Regions from separate parts of the Mus musculus genome. Here region 1 is linked to region 2. The links are chromatin contacts, called in public Hi-C maps. All regions are on one chromosome and are shown on one strand. The core of a region is the stretch at or near the end of the contact, and the rest is flanking DNA. Distances in the headings are between cores, read along the strand shown. Region 1 overlaps Rab6b (RAB6B, member RAS oncogene family). Region 2 holds the start of Rab6b (RAB6B, member RAS oncogene family).

Evidence for each region. A called contact is a pair of places that touch in the nucleus more often than the background predicts.
Region 1: a Hi-C map of cerebral cortex shows a contact between it and region 2, with 2.1 times the contacts expected there. The contact joins the enhancer-like site here to the promoter of Rab6b in region 2. A contact is called at or near these places in 5 of 39 promoter capture datasets (hippocampal neurons, liver, macrophages and 1 more), 13 of 484 Hi-C or Micro-C datasets (B cells, CD4 T cells, cerebellar granule neurons and 9 more), 9 of 115 datasets of contacts at active chromatin or transcription factors (cardiomyocytes, embryonic forebrain, embryonic hindbrain and 4 more) and 1 of 9 other capture datasets (pancreatic islet).

Annotation. Positions count from the first base shown.
Region 1 is chr9:103,142,530-103,149,329 of GRCm38.p6, reverse strand. The region is part of intron 2 of Rab6b (RAB6B, member RAS oncogene family); the gene reads right to left. Among named protein-coding and RNA genes, the nearest start is that of Gm51658, 13 kb to the right of the region's middle. Within about 2 kb of position 2,334, at least 94 of the 459 cell types and tissues checked have an H3K27ac peak or open chromatin away from gene starts, as enhancers often do. A contact at or near this core is called in cerebellum, cerebral cortex, cortical neurons and 3 more, where this site is marked.
Region 2 is chr9:103,109,504-103,115,807 of GRCm38.p6, reverse strand. Rab6b (RAB6B, member RAS oncogene family) reads right to left here and starts at 3,734. Exons shown (of 8, transcript NM_173781.4): 1 at 3,582-3,734. The coding sequence starts at 3,651. It overlaps Gm46128 (a long non-coding RNA gene), which reads left to right and starts at 2,541. Exons shown (of 2, transcript XR_001779270.2): 1 at 2,541-3,282. Gm51658 (a long non-coding RNA gene) reads left to right here. Exons shown (of 3, transcript XR_003948080.1): 3 at 584-1,070.

The DNA.
Region 1 (6,800 bases), core at 1,085-3,584, 35 kb before region 2:
AACGGAATCCACTGCAGCTCTGCCTTCCCCAGACACACTTCCTCCACTACATCTCGTCGTCTAAATATAATCTCACAACTTCCCCAAACATCCCTACCAGCTGGTGACCCAGCATCCAAACACACCAGCCTGTGGGTGATGTGGGTTAGTTTACAGGGTAGCAACATCTGATCAGAACACAAACCTGAACACTTCTTGTATTTATATTTACAAGACCCAAGCATATAGTTTCTCCTGTCCACCAGGAAACCTGGGATCAAATGTTGAGCCCCAGGCGGTATTTCTGCCACACTTAGCCCAGTGCCCTCGCTTGCAGAGCTAGTTTTTTTTTTTCCTTTGCACCTGCAGTCTTGGTCATGAAGGACACTCCCACTTCAGGTGAACATTGGAGGAAGGAGACACCAGATAGCAAGAACAACTAACTATTCGGCTAGGCCCAGGGATCCTTGGTGACTCCTCTGGACCAGCCTCCTCTCAGGGGTCAACACAGGTCACACAGGAGAGTTATGCATTGGTGGATGTGTGTTTATATGTGCGTGGGAATGGAACACACTCAAGTTTACACTGTATTTGTACAAAGGCATGAATGGGTGCGTGAGACTGGTATGAGTATGAGAGTGTGTGTGTGTGTGTGTGTGTGTGTGTGTGTGTGTGTGTGTGTTATTCCAGGATTAATGCCAGGATTTCTGATACACACAGCCCCAGCGCTGCCCTGCGGCCCAGGTGATGAGGAACCCTCACGGGTTCTTTGGAAAGGGAGCGCACTCAGGCTGTGTATATCAGGGCCACTCAGGACAGGCTACAGCTGGCCCCAGAGAGGCCAACATGCCATCAGTAGTGGGTCATGTGTCCAGTGGGCGCCAGTGGGATTTTCTTTGTTGCTCTTTGCGCTTATTTATTTATCTTGTTTTTCTGCCTTGTGAAAGGATCTACTGTACCCCAGCTCCCAAGTTGGCCTTTAGCTTGTTGCTGGGGGTGGCTTTGAGCTTCTTATCCTCACACTTCTACCTCCCTGTGCTGGGATTTACAGGTGCCCCATAACTGAAGACCCAAGCTCTCGTGCATACTGAACTAAGGAGTCCAATTAGCCCCCAGCCTAGCCCTAGCCCCCAACCCCCTCACCTCTCAAATGAAGATCCCAGAGCTCCCTCTAAGGACTGTTGGACCAAAGGAGTTAAGACTCTGTGAAGGCACTTCATTCTGTCATATGCTATGTCAACAGAAATGAGCAATTGTTACCAGGAACCAGCTGACCCAGGGCTCTCCAGGCAAAGCGGCACAGCCAAGCCATGGAGACTGCCCGGTGTCTGTCTGGTTATGCGGTATGGCCTCGGAGTCTCTGCTCAGGATGAGCAGAAACAGCAAGCAAGTGAGTGACTCTCCTGGCACATTAAAGGCTCTGTTGAATCCTGCAGTGGAGAGACAGGAACTGTTTCTTTCCTAATCTGTCAGACCCCCACCCCCACCCCCAGCCCCTCAGGAACCTTTGCTGTCCTATTCTTCATCGACATCCCAAGGATCTGGGATTCCCAGGGCTTCAGCAAAGGTTCAGGAAGGTGGAGCCGAGGAGAGGCACGCCGCTCTTTCACTGTGCCAAGGAGTTATAGTCAAGGTAGCTTTTCTATTCTTTATCTTATGAGGTATGAAACAAATCATTTCCGATGGTAGATGCCCACAGGGGATGAGATATCAAGAGATACAAACAGGCATGTGCCTGGGAGTCCTCTGTCAGTCTAGAAGCCCCGTGATCCCCTCACACAGCTGTGCCTTCTCTGCCTGTATTGCGTGATGTCTTCTCTGAAGGAAACGGAGGTGTAGTCTACTGTTATACGTGGCCCCGAACCTGGCAATGCTAATTTATTCTTTTGCGCTGGCAAACGGCACTCACTGACTATGAAAAATAGCAGCCACTTTATTTTACACATGCAAAGAATATTAAGAAGCACAGATTTCCTCCCAACGGTTATCTTCCTTTGAGTGTGGCATTACACAGTATCGACAGGGGTGTCGACGGTGGCGTACTTGCATTCCTCTGCACAGACCTTCCACCAGCACATCCGAGCAAGAAGATCTCTGAGCAAGATATTCCCTACGGCACTTGTTGAAATCTTCTTAGCTCTGTGCATTTATTATGAAATATAAATTTGCATCCACATTCTGACAAGATACAGCAATAAAGTCTACCGGAGGAAATCTGCATGGCAATTAGCATAAATTGACGCCAGCATTTATTTCTTCAGGGGAAGAGAATGAAAAGGCAAGTATGTGCGTGCGTCTTCTTTTTGAGCCCGGCCGGCCGGCGCTGGAGAGAAGCATCCGTAAATGGCAGAAAGCAGCTGGGCATGACAAGCCCCTGACAATGACTCTGCTGTTCTCTCAGGCACAGCCAACCACCAGACCGAAGTATCTGGGTAAAGTTATGCAAATTAGCATGCAAATGAGCCTGGTAAACTTAAAGACTCAGCCAAGAAAGTGGTTGCTTTGTAGAGAGGAGCTCACAGCCTCTTGGGAACAGGTAGGGCCGGGTCACTGCCAGCCAATGACAGCTGCTCAGTTAGTGCCCTGGAGGAGGAGATGCTGGCTCCCAAGGTCACAGGGCAGGCACCTGGCTTTTCAAGGTCACAATCTGTCCCGTGGTTACTTTCTTCTCTATGAAGAATGGCTGTCCAATTTGTAATCGTGTGTGTACGTGTACAATAACATATATTCATATACATACGTGCATACATGTAATTGGCTCTGTTCATCATAATACTAATACAGAAAACACCTTGCTACCTGGTCCCTGGGTGGTCATGGTGCTCACATCATGAGAAGTATCACTGTGGTCAACCAAGTCTTTGCCCATTCACCCTCCCCTCCAGTAGTGTCTGAGCCTGTGAAAAACAGTGTTAGTGACGTGGTCCCTAGGGTGTGTGGGCCAGACAAGCCAGCGACTGATGGCTGCTGGAGTGGGCAGGAAGGCCACCGGAAGACAAGAGTGGAGCCGATAGGAGAGGAGGAGGATTTGATGCAGCCACAGCGGAGAGAGGCACGAGTGCACGCAGAAGCTTTATTCAGTATTCAGGAAAGGCTGGCGTATATGTGTGTGTGTGTGTGTGTGCGCACTGCATAAATGTGTGTGTGCTGGTGTGTGCCATGTGTATGCATATGTATGTGTGCGTGTGTGTGCACAGGCACGTGTGAGAGTGTATGTGTGTGCACATGTATGTATCTGCATGTGAGTGTATGTGTGTACAAGCATATATGTATTCACCTTGAAGAGGAAGCATCGCTTGTCAGGTAAGAGGCCAGTTACCGCACTGTGTCAGGGAGAAGTCTCTGTGGCCACGGCAAGAGCACGTAATCAGGACAAGGCAGGAGACAGAAATAAAAATCCAAGGCTTCAGGCACCACGTGAGGTGACGTGACTAGGAGCCTCTCCCCGAGTGCAGATGCATACAGATGCATACAGATGCATACAGATGCATACAGATGCATGCTGCGTCCACTTCAAGGGCCCAGATGAGAATCCACACCTATCCATCCACCTTATCTACTCAGATCTCATGAAGAGGGCGGCCAGATGGAAATCTTGAAGCCCTATGACAAAGAGCATCTGAGGCCACTAGAAGCCAACAGCAAGGAGAATGCCCTCCCCCCAACCCCCAAAAGCTCAGGGCTCTCTTGTATGTGTTCCACCCTCAGGCCCCCAGGAAGGTGAGGACAGAATACACTCCTGTTCCTTTGAAGCTACTCAGTGTGTGGTAATTTGCTGTGGCGGCGGCCCCAAGACTGAGTGTGGGAAGCCTCAGGGCAGAACAGACTGCCATGGCTCGAGGATCAGCTGCCGGCAAGAGATCTCAGGAGATCTGAGCCTGCCAGAAAGACCAGCATTTGCTTCTTAGGAACCCCCTTCAGAGTCTGAAACACCTTCCCATCTCACAAGTGTCCTCTGAGAAGAGCCCTCCTGGCCTGTGGGCGCCTCTCTCCCTGAGGCAGCCCATTAGATCTGTGCTGTTCTAACTTGGTGTGGATGACAGGAGGGGCCATGGGTCCTCAGTGTTAAGTTCTTACCACCTCTCAGTTCTCTAAGACGCTAAGGCCTGAGCTGCCAGCTTTGCAGGCTGGAAAGAGCACCCTGGAGAGCCTCGGCCAGGAGTGACCTTCAGAGGACCACACCTCCCTTTAGCAGGGCTCCTTCACACAGCTGACCCTCCCAGGGCCCACAGGGGTTTCCTGGGTATGTGCTGGTATGGGTGGGGGAGCGCACAGCAAGAACCACCTCTTATTACAAGATATGCCCAGATTTTTTTTTTCCCTAGATAGAGTTTTAAGAAAACCTCGTTAGCATTTCTTCTAGGCTCTGCCCAACAGTTACCTAGGAACAGCCAGGTATGAGCCCAGCTGGCTATAAAAAGACTGTGTGACCTCTCTTCCCGCTTCTGTCCTCTCCTCCTTTCTCTCTCCCTGCATGTTCTCTGCTGGCCTCTTCCCTTCTTTCTCTCCTCTCTTTCTGTTCTTCTCTGTCCTCTTTCTCTGCCTCCACCCCCTCTCCACAGCCTCCTCTCATGCCCCAAATAAACTTCATTTTATACTAGACCCATTGTCTGGCTGGTACCTTGGTGGGGGTACCTCAACATGGGCCCGCTAAGGCACCCACTTCCGCCGCATCATGCTACCACATTACAAAACATACTACCTCTTAGCTGGGGTTTTACATGAAGGAATCACCACAGACAAAATTTCCTCTGCTTGAGACTTGGTTTTCCACCAAGTGAAAACTGTATAAGTGAATCAGTTTGTATGGTGTGATTAGGCAGGGCGGTGAGAGACTAGAGTACATGTGTTAGCGGAGAATAAGGGGTGTGTGTGTGTGTGTGTGTGTGTGTGTGTATGTGTGTAACTGCCAGGTAAGTAGAGAACGAAGACATGCTTCTCAAAGGTCCCCCAGGGCTGTAGAAGTGCCAGCTCACCAGGGCCACAAACAGAACCTTCTGAGAGGTTCAGCTGAGGACCCCAGCCTACCATACTCAGGGCCGCATGGTGGCCCTTTGGGGCCTCTTGCACACTCAGCTCTACATCAAGGTGGCACTGGCCGTGGCTGAGGATAGGCCCTGCCCTCTGTGCCCCGCTGAGGGTGGGCCAGGCTGCCTTCTGCTACCTTCTGTCAGGCCATGTACTACAGCACACAGCTGTCTTTTGTCAGGATGAGTGAATGGGAGGGGAGCACAGGGTCTGGAGCCATGAGGAGAGAGAGGGAACACTGTCCTGGGAGCTGACTGAGTGGGCCTAGACTCTGCCATGCTGTACTGCTGCTGGGACAGACAGGATATTGGTGGGAGGGTGACAAGCACGGCTCCTGTGCAGTGGGACAGCCTGAGAGAAAATACATTTCATCTTCTCGGGTCCCTGGGGACTTATCTATTTCCCATACACCTCTGCTGCTATGCTCAGAAAAAGAAAATAAACAAAGTCTGTCCTCCTCCATCTCCAGAGGATTAACAAGCAATCATGTGTCTGTGTGTGTGTATGTCTGTGTGTGTGTGTGTGTGTGTGTGTGTGTTTGTGTATCTGTGTGTCTTTGTGTATATATGTCTGTGTGTGTGTATCTTTGTGTTTATGCATATGTCTTTGTTTGTATGTGTGTGTCTGTGTATGTATCTGTGTGTATGTCTTTGTGTGTGAGTTTGTGTGTGTCTGTGTGTCTGTGTATGTCTTTGTGTGTACCTATGTGTGTATATGTATGTGTGTGTATGTCTTTGTGTATCTGTGTATTTATGTCTTTGTGTGTATATGTGAGTGTATATATGTGTCTGTGTGTATATGTGTGTGTATGTCTTTGTGTGTCTGTGTGTATATGTCTTTGTGTGTTTATATATATGTCTTTGTATGTGTATATGTGTGTGTGTATGTCTTTGTGTGTGTGTGTGTGTGTGTGTGTGTGTGTATGAATGACGGAGAGAAGCAGAGCCCAGCCTCTCAGCCTAATTACTGCTCTAAAGGGCTTAAGGAAAGGATTTCCACCTGGTGATGTAAAGAAACCGAGTCAGACAATTCTCCCACGCATGGGGAGAGCGGCATCGGATCTGTTCTGTGATCTCCGTTGACTCACCATGACAGTGGTCCTGGGAGGCGCTCAGTCTGATGGCACCAGTCAACTGAGGCAAGCAGCCATTACTGTGCCCGTAGGTACCTGTGGCACCATCTTCAGCCAGGCCTTGTACAGTGATGTCTCCAAGAAGATCCTGGACTTGGCACATCCCAAAACACAGGTGAGAACCAGAAGGGCAGAGGAGTAGCCCTAGACTTGAGGGGCCCAACTAGCTTTCAGGATCACACGCTACAGCCAAAGGCTCATGGGAACTGATGCAAGAGGTGGGGCTCTGTTCTCAGGGCAAACATTTGCCACGCTTCAGGCATTGGAAGAATTTTCAGAGCAGAGCGAGCGGAGCTGGGACAGTGACAGGAGCTGATGTCCAGGCTAGGCCATCGCCAGCCACCACACAGTGACAGGAACAAGTAAAGCCTGATTTGAGTGACAAGCGTCAGGCAATGAGGGTGACAGTGGGAAGAAGGGAGATAAAATTTCAAAGGTAATTTGTCCACTGCTGCTAAGAATCTCAATGCGGTGCCATAGGAAAAACAGGAAGATCGCTAAAAAAAAATCAAGCAGTAGTCAGAAATAGCCAGAGATCACTGTCATTCTTAGCTACCCAGAAGAGTCAAGGCCAGCTGGAGCCACAGGAGTCTCTGTGTCAAAAAGGGAAAAGTCAACTAATAAAAACACAAGCATGTGCGCAGGTGCACACATTCACACG
Region 2 (6,304 bases), core at 2,485-4,984:
TCAGTCTGTGGACAGTTGTTTCTTAACCCTTAGCTGAAGAGGATGTATAGGACGGTCTCAACCGGGTGCCAGCAATCCCATCATTCTCAAATCTGTGAGTCGAGACCTCCTTGGGATCACGTATCAGCTATCCTGTATATCAGATATTGACATTACTCTTCATAACAGTAGCAAAATTACAGTTATGAAGCAACAACAAAACGCGTTTATGGCTGGGAGTCACCACGACACGAGAAACTGCATTAGAGGGCTGTAGCGTTCGGAAGGTTAGAGTCGCTCCTGACAGGCGTGCCTCTACCTACACTTTCTGCAGAGCTGGGCCAAGGAGAGAGGGGTTTCTCTGAAATCTACCCCTACTCCTTGTACTCAGGCCTATAGAGACGGATGGCCTACTGCCTCAGCCCGGGAAAGCAGACAGCCCCCCTCCCCCCATGTCTGTCCACTCTTCCTTCCCTCCCTCCTCACCACACACACCAGGATGTGTCTGGTAAGGTCCAGATCCCCTGGGAGGCTCTGATAACTTGGGAGAAAGATGGACACCTCGCAGGCCCACTCTCCCTCAGACTTTGCCTGTCTTTTTCAGATGCTCCACACCAGTCTGGCGTGCACCACCCTCTTGGGTTCGCCACCACTGCCACCCGTGTTAGGGCTAATCGGGAGGCGCCACACAGCGACCTGAAGGCCAGCAGCATTGCATGACCTACCTGACGCAAGGAAACACCTCACCCTAAGTCCACAGCACCTGGCCAGGATCCTACTCCATGTGACACAGGCACTGCCAGTCAGACTACAGTCCACAGGCGAGAGGCGCGTTCCGGAGAGCAGGCACTCAAAGGCTTCCTACCTGAACCAGTTCCTCGGTACCTTTGAAGGCCTCATGCCTACCTATGATTATCTGTTCCAGGGTATCTCCTACCTTAGCCTGCTCCAAGCCTGGTACCCCTCTTTAGAATCCAGCTGTCTCTGTCCACAAGCCTAGAGGGATGCTACCACAATGTCAGGAATAGAGATCAGGAGAAGGTTGTGTCCTTTCAACCTCTTTTATCGCCTCCCTCCCCCATCTCCATTAGCTGGCCTCTATAGGGAAGCTTAGGCCTCGGATTCCAGTTGGCTCAAGTGCCCTGGTATGGAACGTGAGGGGTCTCCGTGATCACACAGGAAGGGAGAGCTTGGGTAGGGTTTGGACCAGATGTCAGGAGCCGCCCTCCACAGCACAGGCTGCAGAGGATGCTGGCATGCAAACTGTCAGGAGGTAAGATGGAAGGGGTTACAGCCACGGCCTACTAGGCTCCGGAATACACATAACTTCTGAGACTCACAGACACCACAAGCTCTGTACACCCGCGGTAAACAACTCACTAATAACACAATGATGGATTATGTTCCAAGGGCCTATGAATCCTGCCCCTAACCAATTAGCCAAGCATTCCACCAGGCCACAACCAACTAACTGAGCCCATAAATCCTCTCAAAGAGGTTCCAGACTTGGCTTTCCGCATTGAAGGTCATCTTATTTCCCAATGACACTCTAGTTAAAAATGGCAGACGGGAAAATGGAAGTGGGGGTTCCTGCTCCCAAAGTGTTCACAACTCACAGTGGGTCTCTGGGCAAGACCTCCCCACTCTCTCTCCACATGAGCATGTGAGGAAAGGCTGTCTCTCACTTCTGTGACTCCAGACCTGGAGGGGTTGGCAGAACTCTCACTGGGGGTGGCGTGTGTGTGTGTGTGTGTGTGTGTGTGTGTGTTCCACCCATCAGCAGTTGCTAAGGGAGCCCAGAGTTTCATTCAAACTCACCACATATGATTCTTTATGGAACTGTGTTCAGATTTAGAATTAACAAATATTCTTTGAACTCCAGCATAGTCCAGGCACTGGGGGAAACATGAGGCATAAGGGCTGCTTCCAGCTACCCACTACTCAGAGACAGAAACTGAGTGTCCAGGAGGCCTGGAATCAGGCAAATGACAACACAGTTGAGAGCCCCCCCCACCCCCCAAGGCTGCTGTGCACCTGCAGGCTCCCTCCTAGGGCTGAGGTGCTCCCAAAATCCTTTCCACACAGCAAGGAACGGAGGTGTCCTTTGTGACACTTGGGATCTACAAAGCACAGGGAATCAGATCCAGCTGGCTACCTAGCTGAGCTGGGTACGATGTGAAATGTCCCAAACCCAGCTCTCCGGGACAGGCAACCCCGACTTCCACCCGGCTCCCAACCCTCCAGCTCAGGTACTGAGCATCAGCAGACAGGAGGTGGCCATGTGACCTCCACAGCCCACACGCACACGTCATAGCTGCACGGTGCCTGGGCCCACCAGGTCCTCCCACGGCCTTCCTCCTCTTGGCCTCCAAACCAGCTAACAGAACTGGTTTACAGAGCTAGAGCTGGGAATCCCGCCCCCCCCCCCCCCGGGATCCCCCTCTCTTCCAGCAGAAATGCTCAGAAGCCCAGCTTATGTCTGTAACCCCCTGGTTATGTGACTCCTGGACCGAGGCTCTCAAGGAGGTACTCCTTCCCACAGGTATCAGAGGGGTCGCTGCTCTTCTGTCTGAGCTTCCCACCTTGGACCAACCTGGGTGTCAGATACTTGGGAGGGGAGACTCCTGGGCAGCAAAGAAACCCTTACTCTCCCCCTCCTTAGGCTCTGGCTGGCTGCCACGGTGACCTCCCCTCCCCCAAGAAGGGCGGTGAGCTGGGAGATGGGGGGTGGGAGAATCCACCGGCTCCACTGATGCTCTCTAGAGGGGGCAGGGAAGCCAGGCAGGGCGTGTCGCCTAGGCCTTTCTCTGCCCAGTGCCAAGCTCACAGATATGAGACGCCTCTGTACCATCCCCCAAGTCACCTGCTATGGGAAGAATCTTCACTCTCACGATCCACACCCCTAAGCCCCAAAGAGGCTAACACATTAGTGAAGGACAGTGAGTCTAGAACCTTCTGCCCAGTCGGATGTAAGCCAGAGAAGCTAAGTGCCCAGTTACCCTACCACTTGCACCCACTCTTTTCGAAAAGGGACAGGTGTCGTGTTCCCCATTTCCCAGCAGCAATCTGCTCCAGAGCTGGACGCGTCCTTTCCCTAGATTCCAGGCAGGGTCCGCAGGGAGCCCCTCGGGCGCAACCTTGGGGTGGGGGCAACCAGCTCCCAGCCCCACCTCGTTCTCCCAAGAGAGGCTCCTGTCCCTTCGCCCACACCCTCGCCGGCACCCAGACACCTGCACAGTGCTCCGCAGCCTGTGCCGCAGTGCGAGCTAGTCAGCGAGCCCGCGAGCCCGGCGCCTAGAGCGGGTGAGCCAGCCGCCGCCCTCGGTCCTCCCGGACGCACCTGCACCGGGTACCCGTACCCAGATCTCACACTCACCCTCATCCCTTGACCCCCAGAACCACCTTCTTCCTTTCCCCCTTGGTCCTCCCCAGCCCGGCCCCACCCGAGCCAGCCCCATCTCCCCATCTGCATCCCTCTCCTCTACCGGGGCGTGGAAGGGCCTTGGCGAGCCAGGGCTGGGAGGGTCCCTAGTGGGGTGGCTGAATGGGCGGCGTGGGGAAAAGACTCGGCTCCGAGCCGAGAGAATAAGCCGAGTACTCACCGCTCTGCTCCCCTAGGAAAACCAACTTGAATTTTCGCAGCGGGTTCCCAAAATCTCCCCCTGCGGACATGGTGCTGGCAGCTGGGGCCGGGCGAGGAGGAGGAGGAGGAGGAGGAAGCGGTGAAGGAGCAGGGAGGGGAGAGGAGGAGGGCGAGGGGAGGCGGCGAGCGGTGCGGGAGCCGGAGGGGGAAGGGCTGGCTGCGCGCGCCCCTGACTCCCCAGCTGCGGCCGGGCCCCGGCCTGCGGCTGCGTGTCCGACGGCGGCGACGGCGGAAAGGGAGGAGGCGGGGTGCGCGGCGCAGCCCTGGGTGGCGTTGGCTGCACGGGCGACGGGCGCGCTGTGGACGCCCGAAGCTCGGCGCGGGCAGCGAGGCACGGGCGGAGCGGGGCGCAGGGACCGAGCTGGGCGGAGGAGCGCTCTCCGAGCAGCGCCACGCGCCCCCTCCCGCCCGCCTGCTCCGCCCGCGCCTGCGCTCTGCGCGCTCCCAAGCCTCTGATGTCATGCGGAGCCCGTGGGTTTGCGGGGCTTGGGGGGCGTGCGCCATCCAGCCCCCACCCGGGCAGCCGGCTCCGGAGAGCCACCTCCTCTTGAGCCTAAGAGAGGTGCCCTCTTTGGAGCGTCTTGCTCTGCCCTGCTGCTTCTGTCTCACCCACCCACCTAGGGGGAAAAAAAAAAGACAGGACTTGGTCAAGAGGACATTTGTTTCTGGTCTTTGACACCTAAATGCGGTTCCCTTCTTCCGTCTCAGACCCAGATAGATGGTCAGACAGGGCGGGAACATAGGAAAGGGTCAGTGTGTGGTGTGGTGGTGAGTAGGAAGATGTGCGGATACCTGGCTCAGACCTGGGGTATGGCTCCTCGGTGGCCCCTGCTGGCCTCTAGCTTACCTCCTATCTAGCTAGGCTCAGACTCTTCATGCGGAGGGGATCTGTGGTTGTCCCCAGAGGAGCTGGCCAGTGAGAGAGAAGACACCCTTACAGGATATGCCTACTAGGGTTTGAAACCTAACCTGCCTGGTAGAAGACAGCTCCACTAACCCAAAGACAATGCCCTGCCTCTTTTGATCCTGAGACCGTCAGCCCAACCACACTCCTGCGCCCTGCTAGTTAGGTTTATTCGGGTAATGAGCTACAAGAGTATAAGAGAGCGACCTCTAAGTTTGCAGGGCACACACAGTAGCGTGAGAGCAAGGAGTAGACGCCAGACTAAGGTTAAACGCAGTCCCCAAGCAGTACACTCTAAGGCATCGGGTTAATTGAGGCTTTACAAAGCCCCTCCCCTCTTCCTCTCCAGCCACTTGCTGGTCTTGACCTTCTCTGGCCATTCAGGGAATGTTTGTTTGGGACTGTTTGGAATGTGTAGTGTATGTTACACAAAGCAAGCCAGGAGTGAAATGCACACACACACACACACACACACACACACCCGTGCCTACGGATTTCCCAGGGGACACTTATGAATTTACCCCGAATGTACCCACTAGAGTCTCCCACCGCACATTGAGCCCTCACAGGAAACTCCATGGAAGCAGCTGAGGTTCCACTTCACCTAGAGTTTAGGAAACAGTTGCTGAATGCTCGAATTAACCTCTAAAACTACTCTCAAATCAGAGTAACTGTTCTATTCTTGTGGTCTTCTTCGGTTTGAAGTCCCTGGAGTCGGAGGTCATCCCTCTGAGCATATAAGCATGCCAGATTGGGCACCAGACTAAGATAACTCAGACTCCACCCTACTTTTGCCCCGAGTGTGTTGCTGTCTCGGGATCCAGCATGGGCTGAGGAAAGTTTTGGCAGGTGTGTCCGACCCACTGTCCACAGGCCATATGCCTTGCAGGATAGCTTTGAATTCAGCACAACACAATATTGTAATCTTATGTAGAACATTATGAGATACTGGATGGGTTTCTACATTTTTTGGGGCAAGTTTTTGTTTATTGTTGTTGATCCCATTGCCTGGTTTTACATTGTGAAGTTTGTAGATTGCAATGTTGTGTCTCCGTAGCTAGAAGTTGGACACTCCAGCAGTGAAAGAACTACTCCTAAGCCACACCCCTCCCTGCCTGTGGAGGTCAAGGCATTCAGGGGGTTGGGGGGTGTCACACCTTCCACCCAGCATTTCCTCATCTGTACTGGTTCAGTCGGCTGGGTTGGCTCCTGCAGTCTGGGCAGAGCTACACAGCATGGTCTTCATGCTGTATGTGAATCCTAACCTTAGAATGCTTCTGCTCTCTTCCAAGTCTCTCCCTTACCCTTGCCATTCCTTTGTCTCTTAGGGGAAGGGATCATCTTTATTCTGTCCTGGGATATCAGGCATTTCCCATGTGATAGATAAAAAGAGCCACTATAAGCCTCTTTTTGGTAGTCTCACTAGAAAGAGTTTCTTCTGCATGGCATCTTTCTGCCCTTCCTGATGAGTGTGTTCTCTGGATGAGGAACATGGAAAGACATCATATCGCAGTGAACACACACCTGTCTTCTAATTCTTCTTTTATCCCCTCCCCCTTTTCCTCCTTCCCCAAGGCAGAAAACCCAAACTCTCAACACTTTCATTTCTCTTGAGTCTTTTGAATTCATATTTCAAACCCTGTCTTCTGACTTGCTCTTCCCTTCTCGCTGTACTCCCAAGATTCCTGTTGATGCATAGAGCAGAGCCTTTGGTTCCCGTGTCTGCTTAGCATTCCATCGTCTGCCCCAATTTTGAAACCATTTTCAGTAAAAATGTG